Regions from separate parts of the Pan troglodytes genome. Here region 2 is linked to region 1. A link is a contact called in public Hi-C data. All regions are on one chromosome and are shown on one strand. Each heading gives the region's core, a stretch centred on a gene start, on an enhancer-like site or on the middle of the called end of the contact. The rest is flanking DNA. Distances are from core to core; before and after follow the strand shown. Region 1 overlaps LOC134810525 (a long non-coding RNA gene). Region 2 has its middle 96 kb from the start of MIR148A.

Region 1 (6,166 bases), core at 1,293-3,792:
AAAGCAATGCTGTGTTTGGCAAAAAAGAGCTTTGCCCATATTTTCAATGAATTTGAAACTCCATAGACTCATTGACTCTGGGGAAAAGGAATACAATTTACATTCAGAAACTTGGCCAGAAGTTGAGCCCTATTTTCATCTGGCAATTCTGAAATTAACTACTATAATCTCATAAAATAAAATAAAAATAATCTTAAAAGTAAGAGCTTGTTTCTGAACTACAAAAGGATGAATTTGGAGAAGATCAAAGCTGCTCTAGTTCAGATTTAAATTTAAAAGTATCTCTGCAGATTTACCATGTGCTATCATTCTTTTTTTTTTTTTTTTAAGATCTGAGCATTTGGGGTAACTAAGGAAAAGGGATCAGGATTTCTGAAAGCCACAGCAGACTTAGGTGGAAAAAGCACCCATAGCTACCTCATGAGCTGATTTCATTTCCAACTTCATCCTTCTCACCCAATAAAGAAAAAGTCAGTAAGTTCTTGATGAAGGGAAATTTTTGAGGTGTTACATTGTTTTTGCCATTATATTTCCAAGCGCCATTCCCTCTACTTAAATCAGCCCAAAGTTAAATATAGCACTGCCAAAGCCGATTACAAAATGACAATTACATTTAATTGTTAAGCCATAAGAAAATTTTAATATTCAGCCATTTAAAATATAAACAGGAATTACATATAGACAGATTTTCTACTAAATTAACCTTTAGGCAATGATTTGATGATATTTTCCTAAGCTCCTAAAAAAATGTTTTAAAGAATCAGAGGAAAGAAACCTATGTCCTTTTAGAATCAAGAGAATGTAAGCTTGGACTGGAGTTCTGTTTCATATTTATTGTGAACAACTTGCCGTCTGGTAACATTTTTCTGTTCTATTTTTAATGGCTATAAAGTTTCTATCATATTCAGTAATTATCTTCAATCTCAAATGAGAAAGGAAATTCCATAATAAGAACTACATGAAACATTGAGTGTACAGGTGCCAGAAAATACTGTTTTGTTTAGTGGAGATGAGATTATAAAAATATGACTCTTTATAAATGCATGATCTCAAGTTTATTTATAGACACCATGACACCAACTCTTAAACTCCTTATTTAATCGCTAACAGAAACATTATTTCAAAAGGGAATTAAGGTGGTGAAAATATATTTTAAAGTGGCATATTCTTAGGGGAGTCTCATTTTTTTCTTACTATTATCAACAACAACGACCCAAGGAAAGAAAAGTCAGGAGGTAATTTAAGCCACAACAAACAAAAACATTTTAAATTTCTCAGGGGCAAGCTGCACTGCATCTTGAAGGAAATTGGAAAGAATATCAAAGAGAATTTATTGTTTGATGACCACCCTTGGTTATTTAGTGAAAGCTGGGACAGAAAAACGTAACAGCAGTTAAGACATCTGATGTAAACTTGAAGGGAGGGCAACAGAGAGAGAGGGATTGAGATTTCGCTAACTTTATGCTTTGGGACCAGAGATACCTTCAGTAACAAGTAGTTATTTCATTGTTGCATTTTTAGATAGTCATATTAAACAATTATACTAGGTTATTATAATTCCTGTTAAAAGAGCAAAATATTAACCTAATTGTAAATTCCATTCAATACAGTTAAGATAAAAGCATCTACCGCACTTAACCATTCACAGTGGAGTTATTAATGATTACTTTTTCCTACTTACTGCTAACATCCATCAACTGGATATTAGAAAAGTAAATATTTTTCTGTCCACTAGAAAGTACTTTTCTAAAAGGAAAACAATCTAGAATATAAGGTGCTATTTTACTTCTAACCAAGTATCTACAAATATATATCTATTAGAAGCTTTTTCATTAATAAATGAGATCTCATTAAATAAATAAAGTTAGTCATGTGTATTTTTTGTTCAAGTCTCAATGTTCTAAGTTTCTGTTCTCCCTGAGAGGTAGGCCTCTTGAGAGATTATTCCAGAAAGGACATTGAAATAAATGGTTTTGATGTAGAATATTAGCAGTGGAAAAGTTTCACATACTCACTGGAAAAATAAAGGGAATATTTGAGGCTACCCAGTCACATTTAATGAAGGGGAGTCAGAGAAGGTGAGAGAGAGGGAGAGTATGCACACAGTCCTCCTGGACTGACTTTGGACTTCTCAGCTTAATTGATGAAACAAGTGGGGCAGGCATTTCTCTGTTCCTGCTCTAGGCAGCGATTTCAAAATAGCGCCCCAAGGCCACCCTCATTTCCACTGAAAGCCTGGCAGCTGTGGAACTTAAAATTTGCCTGATTTGAGGTTGGAGGTCTTCTGATTTGAACAAGATCCACTGCAGAACCCAAGAGTAGCGAGACACAGGGGCTGATGGCCCCGTGACATGTTAATGCATTGGGTTTTCTCCCACCGACCCACAACATGGGTAAATAAAGATAACCTTCACCAAGAAATGCACACTGCTTCTGTCCCAGGGCGACCCTGGGGAATTCTGGCAAAGGCAGCAAGTGGCCCGCTAGCATGAGCTGCCATCACAATGAACAGGAAGAGAGAGTCAGCCAGAGCCACTGGTGAGGAGTTCTGGGAACAGGAATACGGATAGCCGTTATCTGACCGCTAGGGCCTGGCTGGGAAAACCCTACCCAAAATCTCTTTGTTACCCGATTCAGAAGATTGCTTTTCTCAGCTTTGTTTCTCATTAAACATTTTGAAAGGGATTAGTCCAAGTTTTGCCTATTTAGTTGTTTTTGTTTTCTGGCTTAACGTACATCACATTACCCAATAAAAATCACACCGCATTAAACAGGCTGTGTTGAGCATGCTGCGGTGAGTGCGACTTTACTGGTGTTATTTTAACTGTCTGTTCTCTGAATTCCCTTGGAATTTATGCTGTTAACTCCCATGAATACGAACAGACCTCCCAAGGCTGTAGTTACACACTCTGTATACTTATTAGGAGGCAACTTCACTTCTAGATGCTACACAGAGGGCTGTATTTTCTCCCTGAACACTTGAGTTCCTGAGCACACTTGTTTGAAAATGTCTCATAAAATATATGGTTTAGCTGGACAGACTGAAAATTTTGTGTAATCAGAGAGAATGTTTAGAAAACATCGTTTGGGGAGGGAAATAATATTTTAATGCTACTTCCAAGAGAATAAATAATGTAATTCCCCTTCTCCAGGGTCACGGGATGCAGGCTTTAGCATTGCTAATAAAACAAAAGAGAGATGGTCCTCAGAGGGAGGGATACAAAAACATAAAATATTAACCATTTAGCCAGGAAATACGTGCAGGGACCAAAATCAGGTCCTTTCACTCATACAACAAATACTCAAATAACCACTTCAAAGTGTTTTCTAGGGAAAAGATAAGACTAATATCAAAGAGAAAAATCTCTTGAAGTTTGTGGCTGTATACCTAAAGAGAAAGCTTTCACTTTGTCAAGAAGTGACAAGAAAAGTTTTCATCTAATTGTTAGAAATCAGAACTTATTTTAAGCTTAGGCTTAGAGGGTTAGTTAGCATCCTTCCCGCTTTCATTTATAGGATGTTGGTATTGTTTCTTATGTTCCAGCATTATAATCTCATTCTACATGGAATTCTATTCAATATAAAAGAAAATTCACCCCCAGCTGTGATAGGTTTTTAATTTGTAATAATTTGTTCACAGCAGTTGTGAACAATGAGGTAAATATTGTTGAAAAACAGGAGTTTAATTTTTATAACTTCTTCATTTGTTCTGATTTGTGTTGTTTAATGAAATCTAGTATTGAAAAACCATGGATCCTGATAAAAATCGTAGGTTAGAAAATATATGCCTCTTAAGATTTCTTGAACTTTCTTCGAAACTCATAGAAAAATACTAGAAAACGGTGTGGAATCACTGATGAAGTAGTGCCACCATCTGGAAAATTTCAGAATGGTAGACATAAGTTTCTTTTTCTTACAGAGGTGAACTCTTTCTCAACCGCACATTTATTTTGGGAGAAAAAAAAGCAAACAAAAAACTTGTTCCATTTACCTAACTGTCCTAAGGATTTCAATGTAACACTTAACCCATTCCCTGTAGTATTGTCTCATCAGGGAAAGGAAAGATTCATTCCACATTGGTCTACATTGGAGATGATGTTTTTCCAGGTATCTGAAGAATGAATGAATCACCATTTATACAGAAGGATGTAACATGAAGGGAAGCTGAATTCTAACACTTTAAACTTGCAACTTAGACACATATGTGCTTAGTGCATGGGTGTTTGTGTCCAATGACATTAAAATTTCTCATCTGTAAAATGAGGATAATAATAGTATCTACTTTACAGGGTAACTGGAGGGTAAAATGAAATAGTGTCTGTAAGGTGCTTCGCACGGTGCCTGGCACATAGCAGTGATCAATAATGGGAGAGATTATTAAAACTGATAGGTATTTAATCTCTTTTTCAAACATCTGAATTAATATTCATGGGGTTGGCAAGGACTCAGGAGGCTTTCAGGTCTGGCTCCTGTCCTGGAAAGAAAGCTTCCACGCTTCTCTTTAAAGTCACTTCCCAACCCCTTAGTGAAGCAACCTCCTCACCTGGCTCTCCACCCCCTACAGTCTGGCCTCATCTCCCCTCTAAGCTCATGCCTTCACCTAAACCTTCTGTCCACACTAACTGGGTCTATTTCCAGCACCCTAAGCACGATACTTGCCTCCTGTCTCTGTATATTTTTCCTCATATCCTCTCCTTTGCACATTCCACTTCTCTTTGTTTATTTAAGCCCCACCTTTCTTGGAGGCTTAAGTTCTACCTTTTCTCCTTCTTTCTTGCCTAGCACCCATTGACATCTGACAAGTGTTAGTTGGGGTGATTATTCCTTGGCTGCAAACTCCTGAAGGGCAGGTACAAGATGCTAAACATGGTTGTACCCAGAGCAGTGACTAGATAGATACTTGTTATTAATCTCCACAAGTAAGATACGTGTCAATATCCACAACTTTATAACCAAGATGACCTGCCAAACAGTCAACTTAAATTAATCAGGGAAATGAAAGCTAAATCCCTGACCTAAATTAGTAGAGAACAACCATTCCCCAAATTAGCAAACATAAGGGCTTAGCCCCTGGGCCACACTGAAAGGAAGATCACAGCAAGTTTATTGTTTTATTACAGATACAGTAAGATGGTAGTAACATCCTTACATAGAATCTTTTTCCCCCAAGTAGCCCTCATGTAAGGACTTATTCATGCGTATTTATTTACCATCCCAGCATCTCTGGGATGACAGAGGAGGCACCTGGAGGCAGGTGGGGAAGCCCCAGACTGGGCTGTGTATGAGATGACTCCAAATTAGAATCCTGCTCTACTACATACTAGCTGTGTGACCCCAGATCAGTGGTTTTAACTTCTCACTTTCCTCCTCTGTAAAATGATCATACAAATACCTGCCCCCTCCCCATGAGGAGTACATGATTTACATGGTGCCTTAGTACACACAATAAGGGGCAAACAAGAGTGCCAGAAGAGAACATGAGTATTTGAGAGTTCCTACCAGCGCAGCGCGATTTTGTCGGTCATCTCAGGATTCCCTACCATTCTTTTTTTTTTTAATCCAAAGGTTTAATTGAGACTTCATCCTAGATCAACCAGCAGAGGTCACTCAAGGACATACTGAATTCTTACTAACCCCAGGCCTGACTTCTAAATTGAAGATCATATCATTGTAGTCGGAATAACATATTTTGTGGTAACTCTTCACTTTTAATATTATTATTCTATATTGTCCATTAAGAGCCACAGTGCAGTAATTTGATCAACGTTCTGCTTATGGAGCTTTCCTTACTAAAATTCTGTACGGAGAGAGACCCAGCTAAACACCCTCAGGCTAGAGAAGTGGGAAGGATGGAGAATATAGAAGAGGGATGAGATAATGGCATAAAACTTTTACTGACATTTAAAAAGGGTCTAAAATGATGATCCTTGGAGGCCGCAGGGGACCTGGGCCTGCATCCTCATCAGCAGTGAAGAAGTGTCTAATGGGAGGGAAGTGACTGTTCCAGAGAAACTCCGAGGAAAGAAAGAGCAGTTCAGAATGTTTTGGGCAGTCTGGTGATATTTGGAGAGGAAAAATGGGAACCCCAACCCCTAAAAAACCTGACATGTTTGCAGTATACAAAGTAAATAGGCACCCATCTGCAAAGGCCACTTAAAACGAATCA
Region 2 (6,166 bases), core at 1,024-3,523, 450 kb before region 1:
AGGCCAATAGAAAGGTCCACGACTTGACTTTTACGCCACATCACTACAGCCACAAAACGGGGACCTCCTCGGGACTGGAGGCGGATCCTCCACGGGTCCCCGGCCAGGCCCATCCTCCTCGCAGCGCGCCTGGTGCGGCCGTACCAATTCCGCGCCGTGCAGCCTGCAGTTACAGGCCCCGACCCAGCCAAGATCTGAGGCTGCCGGGCCCGCCCTGTTTACTGGGGGCTCTGCTACCGGAAGTCATTTGACAAATCTCAGGCAGGCCTTTCTAATCTTTACTGCTCGGCAGAGCTTTGCAAATCTCTAAACACGCTGTAACCTTCTTCAAACAGCACGCCAGACACACTTGAAGGTTTTTTTTTTGAGGTCGGACGGAATGGAAACTGCATCTGCACGGGATCTCTCCACAGTCTGGCCCGCAACACTCCCAGCACCTTCCCTAGACCCTCGCCTCCCCGCGTCCCCCGCACGCGGATTCTCGCGAATCCGTGCGCCCACCCAGCCCCGGGAGCCCTCCTGCCCCGGGAGGCCTCAGACGGTCTTGGGCTGGAGACTCACCCTGCGCCCCTGCAGCGGGCTGCGGGGAGAGAACCTTGGGGAACTAGGCAGGACCGGCAAGGGTGGACCGAGTGATTTATGACCCTGATCAAACTTTTTAGGAAGCAGAAATTAACCTGAGGGGGATTAGGCCTGAGCTTTGAAGTTCACGGTTTTGTTTTCCTTCAGCCCTGTTCTGCCATCAGATGGTTCTTGGTTCCTTCTACCCCTCTCCTCCTCCCCCTCCTTCGGTCTCTCGTCACCCCACTTTATCCTCCAGCAACCCCTCCTGCGTTGATTTTCTTAATTTCAAATACAAATATCTGAACACCAGAGACTGAAGTTCCTGACAGTGACCTATTGAACAGAGGCATCGCATACTCCGTACATCCCAGTCTTCTTGGAATTGCGTTTTACGTTTGAAAGTGCGATTTTGGTTTGGAGGTCGGGAGTAGAAAATTTGTATCCGTTCTTTTCTTTGGCTGTTTCCTACTTGCCTTTCAATACCCATACTTATTCCGCCCTCGGAGACTGGCCGTTCCCGGCAGAGCAGAAGCGCACGAGGGTTGAGTAACTGCAGGTGAGAGCTAATTTTTCAGCGCATCCACCAGATACCGCAGGTTTGTGGATTTTCCCCCTAGTTGGCCAGAAAACTCACACCCAAACATGCAAGTCCTCTATGGCCTCTCCGTACTCTTACCTTGGCCCTCTTTATTTCCATATCTCCCTCCTCCCCATGCAGGTCTCTAAAGGGAATCTGTCTCCTGCGGTTCTTTCCCGCAGGCGCCTGCTGAAAAGGCAATTTCCTTGGGGGTGTGCCTGGGGAGAGAGGAAAACAGAAACCAGGATTGTTTGGGGGCCTGAAACCATCCAAATTTTATTGCATCCGCTACAAAGTCAACTAACTCTTAATGAGCATCCAAGCGGAAAAAGGCCAAAGTTTACTCCGTGTTAAGGCGGGGAATGGGGGTGGGGGTGATGGGAGTTTGCTTATTTCCTTCTGGTACAACCAAAGGTTGCAACACCTTCCTGAGAGGCTCCTCCCAACGCCAAGAGTACGGACGCGAAAGTCAGAAGTCATCGGGTTTCAGCTCCCTGAATGATCCAAGATCACTCCGCCACGAAGACCTTCGAAGTTGGCCCTGTCTACAGCTTGTAATTAAAAGGATAATGTGTCTTGTAATAAAAAACAGGACCCACACAAACAAACCCAGCGTCCAACGGCCCTCCACCTCGCCACACTCTTCCCTATTAAGGGCCAGTGACAAACATTGCCATCCAGTTTCACCCAAAAGGAGGAAGCGGTAGATCTTCCTTTTAATAACTTCCCAAAGTGTTACAAATAATAAAAAGGACGCATAAATCATCGCGGGGGCGGCAGAACGCGGACGACAGATGGATTTACTCCTCTCTAGCCCTGGCTTCCAACCGCGCTCTCATTGGCTACTTCCTTGTGGCCCGCCCCCGAATCCGCTCTCTTATTGGTCCGTCTGGACCCAGTCGCAGAGACAGGGCGTAGGATCGGTGGGGGCCGGAGTCCACCAGCGCGCATGCGCCCTATGGCGCGCATGTATGATTGACAGCAGGGAGAGGTGTTTGTGTGTGTGTGTGTGTGTGTGTGTGTCTGTGTGTCTCAGGGTTGAGGCAGCGAAGGTGGTGGTGGCGGGGCGACGGTGAAAGTGGTGGCTGTGAGTGCTGGAGCTGAGGCCGCTTTTGCCGGCCGCGGTGAGGTGTAGTCCTCTTTGCCGGCGTTTTCCGCTGAGTCAGAAGCGCTGGTGGTCACAGACTGCGCTCTCACCCACACTGAAGTCGATCTGGAAGGAATTTACTGAGGGGGCTCTCCAGCAGCTGGCTAACCGGGGAGGAAGTAGAACTAGAAGATATGCTTTACTCTTCCTGAAGAAGATACTTAAGCCCCTCAAGAAGAGATTTAATTTGAGCGCTGTGTTGATTTGTGCATTCCTTGTAAAGCACACACTAAATTAGCTTCACATCCCAGCCGTACCTTCATCTGCAGCACACATCTCTCCCCCACCTCCTCTCAGCACTCACTTAGCCCTGTTCAGTTCCCCTGTAGGCACAGGTACACATATATCAGCCTCTTGTAATCATGAAGACGAGGGACGAACTTACAAAGACACCCGGCACACTGTGACAATCCTTAACTGGGAGAAAAAAAAAGAGAGAGAGAGAAAGCAAACAAAGGTAGGATAAGAGCAAGAAAAAAAGAAAAGGAAAGAAAACTAGAAAGATGCAGCAACCAGTAAAACGATGGTGGCAAAGATAAAATGCCGATGGAAAAAATCCGTTAAATGCAAAGTTTGAAAAAAACTTCCTAACTCGGTTAATGCTGTGGAAATAATTCCAGTTCATCTCGGTGCTAGTGAACGCCTGGTACAAAATTCTTCAGAGGCGAGGGCTGGCTTAGTGCAGAGGAGAAACGTCGCTCCGTTGCCCTGTTGCATCCAAATTCTCCTTTCAGACAAGTTTCCGCGGCGTGATGGAGGTGGGCAGAAGGCTGGAGAGTGCTTTCCTATTATAAGCTGTTAACTTTTGGTTTGTACTCACATATATTTTAAGGAAATAATAAACATCTTATAGTTCTGCACATATTCTAAATTACAGTGGTTCTAGAAGAATTTTGTAACTGACAAATTAGAGCTTCGGTTTTACGAATTCTGAATTTTAAAACCGGTAATGACTTCTCAGTCCCTGAGATCCTCTTCTTTGTTTTTTTATTTTGGGGTGTGTGGATACGTGTAAGATGAGAAATGTACAAACACAAGTATTGCAGAAACTCCAAGTAATATTCTGTCTGTGAGTTCACGGTAAATAAATAAAAAGGGCAAAGTGACAGAAATACAGGATTATTAAAAGCAAAATAATGTTCTTTGAAATCCCCCCCTTGGTGTATTTTTTATCTTAGGATGCAGCACTTTCAGCATGCCCAAGTATTGAAAGCAGTGTTTTTACGCTACCACGGTAATTTTATTTAGAAGCCCCATGTTCACTTTTAGTTTTAAAATGGTCATTTATGACATAAAATTATCAGCATTCATATTTTTGTGTTTTAATATTCCTTTGGCTACTTATTGAAACAGCAAACATTACGAAAATTAGTAAACAAATCTTTGATAGTTGCTTATTTTTGTTTAATTGAATGTTTATTTTATTAGGTAAATATACAATCAAATTTATTTAAAAATAATGAGGAAAAGAATACTTTTCTTTCGCTTTGCGAAAGCAAAGTGACTTTTCATTCTTCTCCGTCCGATTCCTTCTCTTCCAGCTGCCACAGCCGACTGACAGGCTCCCGGCGGCCTGAGGAGTAGTATGCAAATTTTCGATGATTGACATCTACAGTAGAAGCCAATCACGTCAAAGTAGGATGCTGATTGGTTGACAACAATTTGTCGTAAACCTTGACGTTTTAAAAACCTGACACCCAATCCAGGCGATTCATGCAAATAAAGGAAGGGAGTCACATTACCAGGGGCCAGAGAGACTTGAGTACGACCTCACGTGTTCAGTGGTGGATATTGCACAGACGTCTGCAAGGTCTAAATAAACGCTACATAATGTTCAACTCAATTGCTTGCCTTGGCCTTTCCCAAACTTGTCACTGGAATATAAATTATCCCTTTTTTAAAAATAAAAAAATAAGAATTATGTAGCGCACATACATGATGGTTCATGTAGAAATCTAAATGGACTTCCAACGCACGGAATTTCCCTATTTCCCCCTTTCTTTAAATTAATCCTCAGTGAAGGAGGCTGTTTTCCCCTAGATTTCAAAAGGACGAGATTTACAGAGCCTTTCCCTGGAGAAACCCGCTCTAGGCACAGATGGTCAGTAAATTTAGCTTCTTCAGCGAAGTTCCACATGGCACCGCCAGATGGCATAAGGATCCCCTTCTCACCATCTCCACCCCCACCTTGTACCCTGCAAGTAATTTAGAAAAATTGAAAACCAAACACTTTTATATTTTATAACTAAATGAAGTGAGAACATACTGGCACTGTTAGCCACATATTACAAAAATAAGCTTTGTTGGTTGTTGCTTTAATGTGAAACTTCCTCCGGAGATTTTGCCCAGGAAAGTTTGCGAGTAAAATATTCATCCAGTGAAAGTGTTTGCAAAAATATTTCCTTAAGCGAAGTGCTCACCTTAAGCACGCTTTAAAAAGGTAAGAGTAAGAGGCCGCTGCGTTTCTGAGCGTGTTGTTTGCAGGGCCGGGCGAACTTTTTAGGGATTAAACTGAAATCGAGGGGGAAACTCAGTTTCCCAGCGTGTGGTCTCACTGGAGCAGAGCCTGGCCGGAGCCACAGGGCCGAGGTTGCATCTCTGCTTTCCGATCCAGTTGCTATTAGAGCAGCGTTGCTTTTTTAGGAATTCATTTTGGGGTCCCTATGACAGATAGGCAAGACCTTCTTTCCACTCACAAGTCACTGTAGTAGGGGGCAGAATCTTTGTTTTGCCAACCTCGGCGGGGGATTTGAGGGTGGAACCCTGGAAAGTGTAGACCTCCACTTCTCATCTGCCTTTCCTTTTATATCTGCTTTTCTGTTTGGGTTTATCAGGAAGAGAAGGGTTCGTGCTGTCCCCACATCAAGGCCAGAATAAGAACTTACGGTATTTGCAGAGGGAGACGGGAGGAAAGAAGAAAATACTGTACTCAAGTAAGAAGTTTCACAGCTTTAGATGTACATTTTTACATTTTACAGGTCGACAGCTCTCTAGCTGGGAAACTTCATGATTTCTTCTCCCATTTATACAAGCAGAATAATTGCACACTCACTTTTGATTACTCTACCCTATAATTATGCATTTTAAAATTGCAACCGGCCTTTAAAAATAAGTCTACCTAAAAAAATCTTTCAGAATACAGCCATTAGCCCTCATTTTACAAGAAGGTGGATTCATTGGATCTGTTGTTTTGTGCTCTGTCGGTTGACTTTTATTTAGCCAGAAACTAATGAGTTGGGTGCCGACGTTTACTTATATCTCCCTCTGACATCCTAACTGTGGGTGAATTTTCTAGCCCAGCACCAGATCCTTAGTGTCTGCAGGGCAAGAATCTGCACATTTTCACCAGCCCCTGTTTCCAGTGACCAACTTCGCAGGCTGTAGGAAAACTCATCCTACCCAGTCACATATAAGCAAAAAAAGTAGTAACATTTTTTAGTTTAGAATCAACACTTCGGATTCGTTAGTTCAAGTTGAAACCATACCTTTCTTATTTTATTTCACTATCTGCACCTTTTTTTCCTCTTGAAAAAGATCGAAGCGTATCAATAGTAAAAGTAAAGTAAGAATTGCTAAAAGTAAAGCAAGAATTTTAGGGGGTACTTTTTTCCCTTAGGTGGTAAGAAGGAAGACCTGAAGGAACGAGTCTTTTAAAAGAGAACCTTAAGTTTCTAAGCACAATCTTGCTCTCTTAATATTTGTCTTCTGCCCTGCAGAAAACGGGGCAAAAAGTGTTTAAACAAATGGAGATGGGACCTGTGGGCTGTCCAGGCGTGGCCTAGGACTCGGGAGCTAGCAGCTCCCCTCCCGAATCTCTGCTTCTAAGTCTCTTTTGCATCCCCCCAGTAAAGGCGGGCCCCAGGTGGGAATTTGGCGAT

The links. A called contact is a pair of places that touch in the nucleus more often than the background predicts.
Region 2: a contact with region 1 is called in a Hi-C map of stem cell-derived neural progenitor cells, with 7 times the contacts expected there. The contact joins two enhancer-like sites. A contact is called at or near these places in 4 of 7 Hi-C or Micro-C datasets (blood, induced pluripotent stem cells and stem cell-derived neural progenitor cells), 1 of 1 datasets of contacts at active chromatin or transcription factors (stem cell-derived excitatory neurons) and 1 of 1 other capture datasets (stem cell-derived neural stem cells).

The regions. Positions count from the first base shown.
Region 1 is chr6:31,202,392-31,208,557 of NHGRI_mPanTro3-v2.0_pri, reverse strand. All of the region lies in intron 3 of LOC134810525 (a long non-coding RNA gene), which reads left to right. Among named protein-coding and RNA genes, the nearest start is that of NPVF, 160 kb to the right of the region's middle. Within about 2 kb of position 2,542, at least 2 of the 24 cell types and tissues checked have an H3K27ac peak or open chromatin away from gene starts, as enhancers often do. A contact at or near this core is called in stem cell-derived neural progenitor cells and stem cell-derived neural stem cells, where this site is marked.
Region 2 is chr6:31,655,543-31,661,708 of NHGRI_mPanTro3-v2.0_pri, reverse strand. No RefSeq gene overlaps it. Among named protein-coding and RNA genes, the nearest start is that of MIR148A, 96 kb to the left of the region's middle. Within about 2 kb of position 2,273, at least 14 of the 24 cell types and tissues checked have an H3K27ac peak or open chromatin away from gene starts, as enhancers often do. A contact at or near this core is called in stem cell-derived neural progenitor cells and stem cell-derived neural stem cells, where this site is marked.